Linked DNA regions of Mus musculus: region 1 is linked to region 2. Evidence: chromatin contacts called from public promoter capture Hi-C data. All regions are on one chromosome and are shown on one strand. Each heading gives the region's core, a stretch centred on a gene start, on an enhancer-like site or on the middle of the called end of the contact. The rest is flanking DNA. Distances are from core to core; before and after follow the strand shown.

What was found. Promoter capture Hi-C pulls out the DNA fragments that hold promoters and counts their contacts.
Region 1: a contact with region 2 is called in a promoter capture Hi-C map of liver, with 2.6 times the contacts expected there. The contact joins the promoter of Ikzf4 here to the promoter of A730063M14Rik in region 2. A contact is called at or near these places in 3 of 39 promoter capture datasets (embryonic stem cells and liver), 3 of 115 datasets of contacts at active chromatin or transcription factors (acute myeloid leukemia, pancreatic cancer cells and regulatory T cell precursor) and 3 of 9 other capture datasets (adipose tissue, liver and macrophages).

The regions. Positions count from the first base shown.
Region 1 is chr10:128,643,721-128,647,606 of GRCm38.p6, reverse strand. It overlaps Ikzf4 (IKAROS family zinc finger 4), which reads left to right and starts at 1,614. Exons shown (of 8, transcript NM_011772.3): 1 at 1,614-1,886; 2 at 3,639-3,732. The coding sequence starts at 1,800. It overlaps Gm26876 (predicted gene, 26876), which reads right to left and starts at 1,723. Exons shown (of 2, transcript NR_152728.1): 1 at 1,687-1,723; 2 at 1-145.
Region 2 is chr10:127,067,878-127,071,875 of GRCm38.p6, reverse strand. It overlaps A730063M14Rik (RIKEN cDNA A730063M14 gene), which reads right to left and starts at 1,395. Exons shown (of 2, transcript NR_040660.1): 1 at 1,252-1,395; 2 at 775-959. It overlaps Tspan31 (tetraspanin 31), which reads left to right and starts at 1,615. Exons shown (of 6, transcript NM_025982.4): 1 at 1,615-1,761; 2 at 2,363-2,530; 3 at 2,888-2,968; 4 at 3,265-3,396; 5 at 3,494-3,607; 6 at 3,686-3,998. The coding sequence starts at 1,699. The coding sequence ends at 3,760.

The DNA of each region.
Region 1 (3,886 bases), core at 365-2,864, 1.6 Mb before region 2:
AGCAGGCAATATCTGAGGCTTCACTGTGCTATGAAACCAAGCTTAAGCAGGCCTGGCCTGATGCGAAGTGGACCCAGCACAGTCTCCGAATAAGAAACTCAAACCACTCCTGTGTATTTTGAGAACTCCAGATGTCAGCAGCTACCTTCAAAAAGACAAAGTCAGGGCAGCACTGACATTAGGTCTAAAGAATGCCCCCTTCAGGGCCAGACATGGCCAAGAGGGTATATAATAGGGCATGTAAGAACCCATTTTTGACCTCCATCCCTCTCCTGGGCTGATCCGAAAGCAGAGAGTTGTCCCCAGTGTCTGGTTTTTTACTGGCCCTTTCTCAGGTCACCGCCTCCCCCACTGGCCACCTGATAAAGAGAGGAGGCCTCTCGTTCTACTAAGGGATGTTACCATCTCATAGAACCTGATTCTGAAAGCACACGCCCCCCAACTTCCTTTCTAAAAGTACAGATAATTCCCATGGGAAGAAATGGGGGAAACGAGAGTCCACTAATTTACAGCACAGATTTCCACCCTACCCACCACAGACACTGAAAACAGAAACTGAGTTGCTCAAATCAAATGGAGCAGAGCTTATCCTGGTGCCCTGAAACATTTAAGAGAACCTGAGGAGAGAGAGGTGCAAGGATTGGCAGCCCAAAGTTTCATGGCCCCTCCCATCCCAAATTCTTGGAATCAGAAAATGCAGTCTTCCAAAGTAGGTCAGCTCAGCAGTGAACAGTTCCTCTGGAAGGAAAGCGAGCAAGAGCCTTCTCCTGATAGAGGACAGGATTCATCCAGGACTCCTGAAGCCAGAGCCCCAGAGGCACGGGAGAGAGGGAAGACAGGGAGACCCAACCAGGGATTAGAAAAAGCTCAGGGTCCCAGATCTCCACTAGTCAGTGATGGGAAGGGGGATTGTCAGAAGGAGAGGCAGATGGAAAGGAGCCTGAGTTTGCTAGGGGAGGAGCCTTCTGCCACTTCTAGATCCTGGAGGCTGCCCCTGTGTCCCGGGCCCCATGACCTGTGGGGCCTTGGCTTCCCTAGCTGGCAGAGGATTGGGCCTTCCCTGGGACACCCCCTTCCTCCTCCCCACAAGCCTGCGGCTCTCCTCTCTCTCTCTCTCTCTCTCTCTCTCTCTCTCTCTCTCTCTCACACACACACACACACACACACACACACCACACACACATACACTTGCCCCCCTCTCAAGCATTTGTTTTGTAGCTCCTCTTTGTCTGTTGGGCAGGAGGGCAAACACATCTGCCTACCCTCCCTCTGCACCCCCACTCCCTGTGCACCCCCATTCCCACCTCTCCACTGTCTTGGAAAAGGGATGCTGTAGCCTAGCGCGCGCGCGCGCACACACACACACACACACACACACACACACACTGGTACGTTTTCTCCTGCCCCCTCCCCAAGCGCATCCACGCCTCCCTCCCTCCCTCTCTCTCTCTCTCTCTCTCTCTCTCTCTCTCTCTCTCTCTCTCTCTCTCCTGTCTCTCTCTCCCTCTCTCTCCCTCTCTCTCCCTCTCTCTCCCTCTCTCTCCCTCTCTCTCTCTCTCTCTCTCTCTCTCACACACACACACACACACACACACACACACACACACACACATACACACGAGGCTCTCAGCACATACACCCTGGGCTGAGCGGTTCTGCCGGCTGCAGCCGTGGGCCCCTGCTCACCGTGCGGCTGCCACTGCCTGCGAAATGACGGCGGTTCCCCTCACTTCCAGGAATCCACGCTTCCTGGAAGGTGAGTGGCTGGGCTCACCCCTGCCTGCCACCGAGACGCAGACATGCACACACCACCCGCACTCCCTCGCCGTTTCCAAGGCGGCGGCCGCGTTCGCACCCCAGGGTCTCACCGGCAAGGGAAGGATAATGTAAGTTCAGGCAGAAGGCGGCTAGCGGAGGGGGGGTAGGGGGGTGATGGGGCTAGGGAACCAATTCAGTAACAACTCCCAAGCCTGAGGAGAGGGAGAGGACGGGGGCTGTGTGTATAGCGGGGGGGGGGAGGGGGCGTTCCTCCTTACACTTGGGGAGGATGGGAAAGGGTGCTTGGTGTTGCTAAGCGAAGACCGTGACTTGGACAGTGGGAGCTTGTGGTGACATCTTGATTAGGCCTTGGGGACAGAGGTAGAGCAGCCAGGGGTGGAATACCGAAACAGGCCTGGGTGGGAATGGAGAGTAGAAAGACCTGAGATGGGAAGAAGAGCTTTGACGGCAGATGCTTCAGCCTGGAACCGACATGTGAGGGGCCTCAGCCTCCTGCCCACAATAGAGAAGAGCCGGGGGTGGCAGTCTTTCTTTGCTCGTGCACTGACTGGTCCCTGATAGCAGGCTAGCATCCTGCCACCTGGAGCCCATGGTCAAGAAGAGAAAGCTGGAGAAAGATATCCCTTTCAGAGAAGTGCAGCGGCTTGCAGAGCTCCAGGCTATTCCCCAGAGGCAACCACTCAAGGGATCCAGGAGAGGGCCGGTCTCTTTCGGTGTGTGAGACCGCTCAGCTTAGTGGGACTGCTCCCCATCCCTTCCCCGCCTTTCTGCCCTTTCTCCACCTCCTAGTTGCTTTGCTGTGGACCTCACGATTTAGCTTTGCTCCCAGAAGGTTCAGCCAATCTACGATGGCTTTGACCAAGAAAATGTCTCTGATACCTGAGAGCAGCCTTAATTCTTGGCTTTGACAGTCTGAGATTTCTTGGAAGTCCCAGGCATTTGAAATTCCCTCACTGGGGTTTCCGAGGCTGAGAGGGGAAACGAATGAGTTTCCCAAATCTGACTTTGTCCCCGTCAGCCTCAGGCTAGAAGTCTAAGTCTCTGGAGCCTCACAAAGACCCTCTGGCCTTTGACAGAGATTCCTTCTTAGATTTTAGTGCCATGAAAGTAGACTTGAGTGTGTTTTCCCTCTTGCCTTTATCCTAGGGATGACAGCAGCATCAAAGAGCCTCTGGAGTTACTGGTGCGCCTTGAGGCACCTGCCTTTCTCTCCTGTTTCCAGCCCTTCATTGGGAGAGCCACAAAGAATGCTTTTCCCTCAGTGTCCCTGAGCTTCCCTTTAAGAATATTGTCTCCCAGAAAGCTAGCTCCTAGTCGTAGAGACAGCCTCAGCTCCAGGAGACTGGGCCAGATATGGATTTCCAAGAAATTCACTCATTTTAGAATCAGCAGGTCCCTTCTTACTAATACTGGGTGCTTTGTAGTAGGTCAGCACTAACCTTTGAAAAGAACAAGAAACTGGGTGTGGTACATGCACGCAATCCCAGTACTCCAAAGGCTGAGGCAGGAGGATTTTGAGTTTACTTAACCTTTTTTGACCTATCTAGCCTCAGTAAACTCAGTTGAAAGGGCACGTGTTAAAACCGGACCTGAATCTACAAGTCTTAATGGTCCTGAGCCGCTCACATCATGGTTTGTGTCTGGTGCTGTCTTAAGGCAACTTCTTAAGAAAACCGTTGCTCGCCTAAGGAGCCTCAGCAGGGGAAAATCAGATTCAAGCCATAAGGCTTTTTCTATAGCCGGAGAACAGGGTTCCTCGGGCTTCCGAGGGATAGAGTGGGGAACGGGACTTTAGGAGAGGTTGCGATGGGAAATGGTCCCCAAGTCCTGAGTGGTTGTTTTCTTCCCACTGACCAAAGCTGGAGAGGGAGCTCTCAGGAGGGTGTGCTCCGGATTTCTTGCCTCAGGCCCAGGACTCCAACCATTTTATAATGGAATCTTTATTTTGTGAAAGTAAGTATGTGCATAGCTGGGAAAGTGGGTAAAATACTAACCTAGGCGAACTTTAGGGATGAATTTTAGGGTCTCTCTCTCTCTTTCTCTCTCTCTCTTCCATGTTTAGGCCTTTGCGCATATACCCATGCATGTTCATGTTAGCAGATAATAT
Region 2 (3,998 bases), core at 146-2,645:
CCCGTAATGAGATCTGACACTCTCTTCTGGTGTGTCTGAAGACAGCTACAGTGTACTTAATTATAATAATAAATAAATCTTTAAAAATGGACTAAACAGTAATAACTGAGCGTTGCTAGCTACTGGGTACTGATTCAAGCATCTTATATATCCTAACTCATTTAGTCCACATGACCATCTTGAATTTGTTAAAGAAGTATTGCTAGGTGTGTTGCATGGCCGTCTTTCCCTCTTTGACAGATGAAGAAGATATAGGGGATTTAAGTACCTGGCCGGTGCAGATGGTGAGCCAGAAAGTTCAAACCCATGCAGTTTGACTGCAGCACGGATAGACTGTTGGCAGTCACAGGGTGTGAGCACACGTGGGCTCGAATCACTGTGTGGAGCTGATGGGAGCATTCTCTGGCTTCATTCCTACCACAGCTGCTTCTTTGCCCAGGAGGAAGAGAAAGGTAGTGTCGTTTGTCACTCCACTAAAAGGGCACTGTATCCAAACGCTTATGCAATAACGTTATCGACCAGCCACCCACTGGAGTGAAAGTATTGAGCCTCCGGGCTGGAGAGATGATGGCTCAGTGATTAGGAGCACTGGCTGTTCTTCCAGAGGACCTGGGTTCAATTCCCAGCAACCACATGGCAGCTTACAACTGTTTGCAACTACATTTCCTGGGGTACACTACATTTCCTGGGATACGACATCCTCACACAGACATACATGCAGGCAAACCCGCCAATGCACATAAAATAAAAATAAAAATTTAAAAAGAGACAGTATGGAGGCTCTTATTTATTCATATTCCAGACTCGCCCCCACTTTGCGTCATGTGCCAAGCCTGATCCAGCACGTTTGTGTTCTAAAGATGTAGAGCACACCAGCGTCTGTGCCTGTGGTTTTGTCACGAACAGGAATGCGCCGGCCTCAAGTCACTGTTTCCACCTGAATTTCTGGCGTGTCCACACTGCAGGGAAAGGGATGCAGAACGGAACGTGAGTACTAGCAAACACAGTTAACAAATGCGTGAGGATTTGCCCGCTAATGCTACGCCCGACTTGGATCCTCTCTAGCTGGGCTTCATAGTGCATTTGGCTCCTCGTGCTGTTCCAGAGTATGACTGTTCCAGAGTATAACAGTGAAACGATGGCACCAACGTGAGATCATCGGGAAACACGGGAAATCGGCGGAAAAGGGTTACCTTTAGAGGTGCAGAGCCCCTTCCTCTCACCTCTACGAAACCCCTTTTTTCTGTTCACCTGAGTCTCCTGAGTATCTCCTCGGGTTCCTAGTCTCGAAATTCCGTACTCAGGAATCCAAGATTTTTTTTTTTTTTTTTTAGTTAGCTTCTGGTCTCTAAGACACTGTCTAGAAACCCTGGCCTCGGTTTCTTTCTTTCTTTCGCCTTCCTCTTCTTCTTCTTCTTTTTTTTTTTTTTTTAAGTTTCCTCCAATGAAGAAACTAAGGGCAAGACTGGGAGGCAGGCTGGTGACGTAATGCAGATTGATTGGCATTGAAGTCCTGGATGTCTTGGATTAGCCACGAGTTTCACCAATCCAGAAGCAGGGGTGGGACGGTGCAGGCGCAGAGAATTGGTTTGGGTGGCTTGGATTTAAAGCGATAGACGCGGTTGGGAGTCCTACAAGACGGTCCTCGATACCCTCCCCACAAGTCTTGGGACCATTTGGGTCCCCAGATCTGGGGAGATGGTTTGCGGCGGATTTGCCTGTTCCAGGAATGCGCTGTGCGCTCTCAACGTGGTTTATATGGTGAGGTTTTGGAAATGGATAAATCTCCGGGGCGGAAAGAATGGGGGAGTTTCTAGGGGACTTCCGGCGTGGAGAGGGGTGTACTGGGGGTTCTGGGAAGCTTCCCAGAAACTTCCGGCGAAGAGGGAATTCCTGGGTACTTCCGTGGAAGAGGATAGATAGACTTCCGGTGATGAGGGGGCTTGTTTGGTGGTGGGCAGGGGTGGATTGGAGACTGAGGGCCTATAGTTCCAGTCTTCACTTTCTGCTCCAGTTTCTTCCCAAACTAGAGTTACTAGACAACGCCAAGGCTTCCATTTGTGTGTTAGGTACCTACTTACCCTGCCCTACTCTCTCTCAGTCATTCCCAGTTGCTTGGGAAGTGCGCTTAGAGATGAACAGTACTGACTGCACACCTCAAGCGCTTAGCTTGTCAAGTCCACGTCCCCTTGTAATATAGCCTTGGGCTGTGCTGCATTGCTAGAAATCTTTGGCGATGACCGGGTCTCACTGTATAGCGAGCTAGCTAGCACAGACTAACCTGGAACTTCGCTGTGCTGCGGTTGCAGGTATGAGCCACCACATCAGGCTGAATAAAGTGTATTCTTTCTATTTCTTGCAGCTTGTGGGCTTTTTGCTCATTGGCGTGGCTGCCTGGGGCAAGGGCCTCGGTGTGGTGTCTAGCATTCACATCATTGGAGGAGTCATTGCTGTGGGAGTCTTCCTTCTCCTCATCGCGGTGGCAGGACTGGTGGGCGCCGCGAACCACCATCAAGTGCTGCTCTTCTTTGTATCCTGGCCTTAGTGATTGGGGCCTGAGCGGGCTTTTCCTGGGAAGGGGACCAGGGGACCTCAAACACGTCTCTTTGTTCTTACTCTGTAACCCACACAAGTTGACGGTTTTCCCCCAACTTGATAAAAAGTGCAGTTTGTGAACAGAGAAGGGCCTTGAACTCTGCCCCCTTGCCTGCCACATCGCAGTTAGAATTACAGTGGTGAGATTTTAAAGACAGAAACTGGGCCTATGCTATGTAGTCCTAGCTTGGAGCTCACACTAGGCTGGCTACCACACAGCTTTGTCTGTCTGTCTCCCTGAATGAGGTATTTTAAATGGAAAACAGGTCTTTTTGCCCTAACTTCTTCTCAGTATATGATCATCCTAGGTTTGGTCTTCATCTTCCAGTTTGGAATCTCTTGCTCATGTCTGGCTATTAACAGAAACACACAGGTAAGGGTAAGCCCTTTCATGTACTTGCTTGCTTTCTCCACTTTTATCTGACCCCTTCATCTCATCCTTGCTCAGACCCACTGCTTCCACAGATGTGTGCTCCCTGACACATATGGTTAATTCCCCAAGATGCAGAGAGACCCTGAGACACCTCACATTACCAATGATCACGCTGCGGTCTCTGTGGGGTTTTCCTTGCTAAAGCAGGGAAATGGAGACTCCTGAACCGAAGGGTATGTGAGGAGACTAATGTCTAATAATGTTCTAACGAATGTTAATGCCTGTGTGCTCTCTAGGCAGATGTCATCAATGCTTCGTGGTCGGTCTTGAGCAACAGTACCCGGCATGAACTGGAGAGAAGTTTTGACTGCTGTGGCTTGTTCAACCTTACAACCCTGCGCCTACAAGATGATACTTCCTGTAGTGCGGTAAGATGAAGGATTAGTCATTCCTGGGACATTCACTACAGCTTTTTGGACAGGGCAGGTGAGCAACTTTGAATTCTCTATATATGTCTGTTACCAGGTGTGCAAAACTAAGAGCTCTACATGCCAGATGTGTGGGGAGAGGTTCCTTAAACATTCAGACAAAGCCCTCAAGATCCTAGGAGGTGTTGGGCTCTTCTTTAGTTTCACAGAGGTAATGACTCCTCATGTACACACTCAAGCCTTCAACCCCATGGTCCAGAAATAACCTTTCTCTCTTCCTCTCCCGTAGATCCTTGGTGTTTGGCTAGCAATGAGATTCCGGAATCAAAAGGACCCTCGAGCCAACCCCAGTGCCTTCCTATGAGACTTTTGACCTCCCAGATAGCATCTCTGCAGCCTAGGCTGTTTCTAGCTAGCTCTGTATCCAAGGAAGACCTTGAATTCCAGACCCTCCTGCCTCAGCCTCCTGCTGGCATCACCACACTCAGCCAGCCCCTGGATCCTTCTGACTTGGCTTTGCCATTTTTTTGTTTTTTGAGACAGGGTTTCTCTGTATGGCCCTGGCTGTCCTGGAACTGTGTAAACTAGGCTGGCCTCAAACT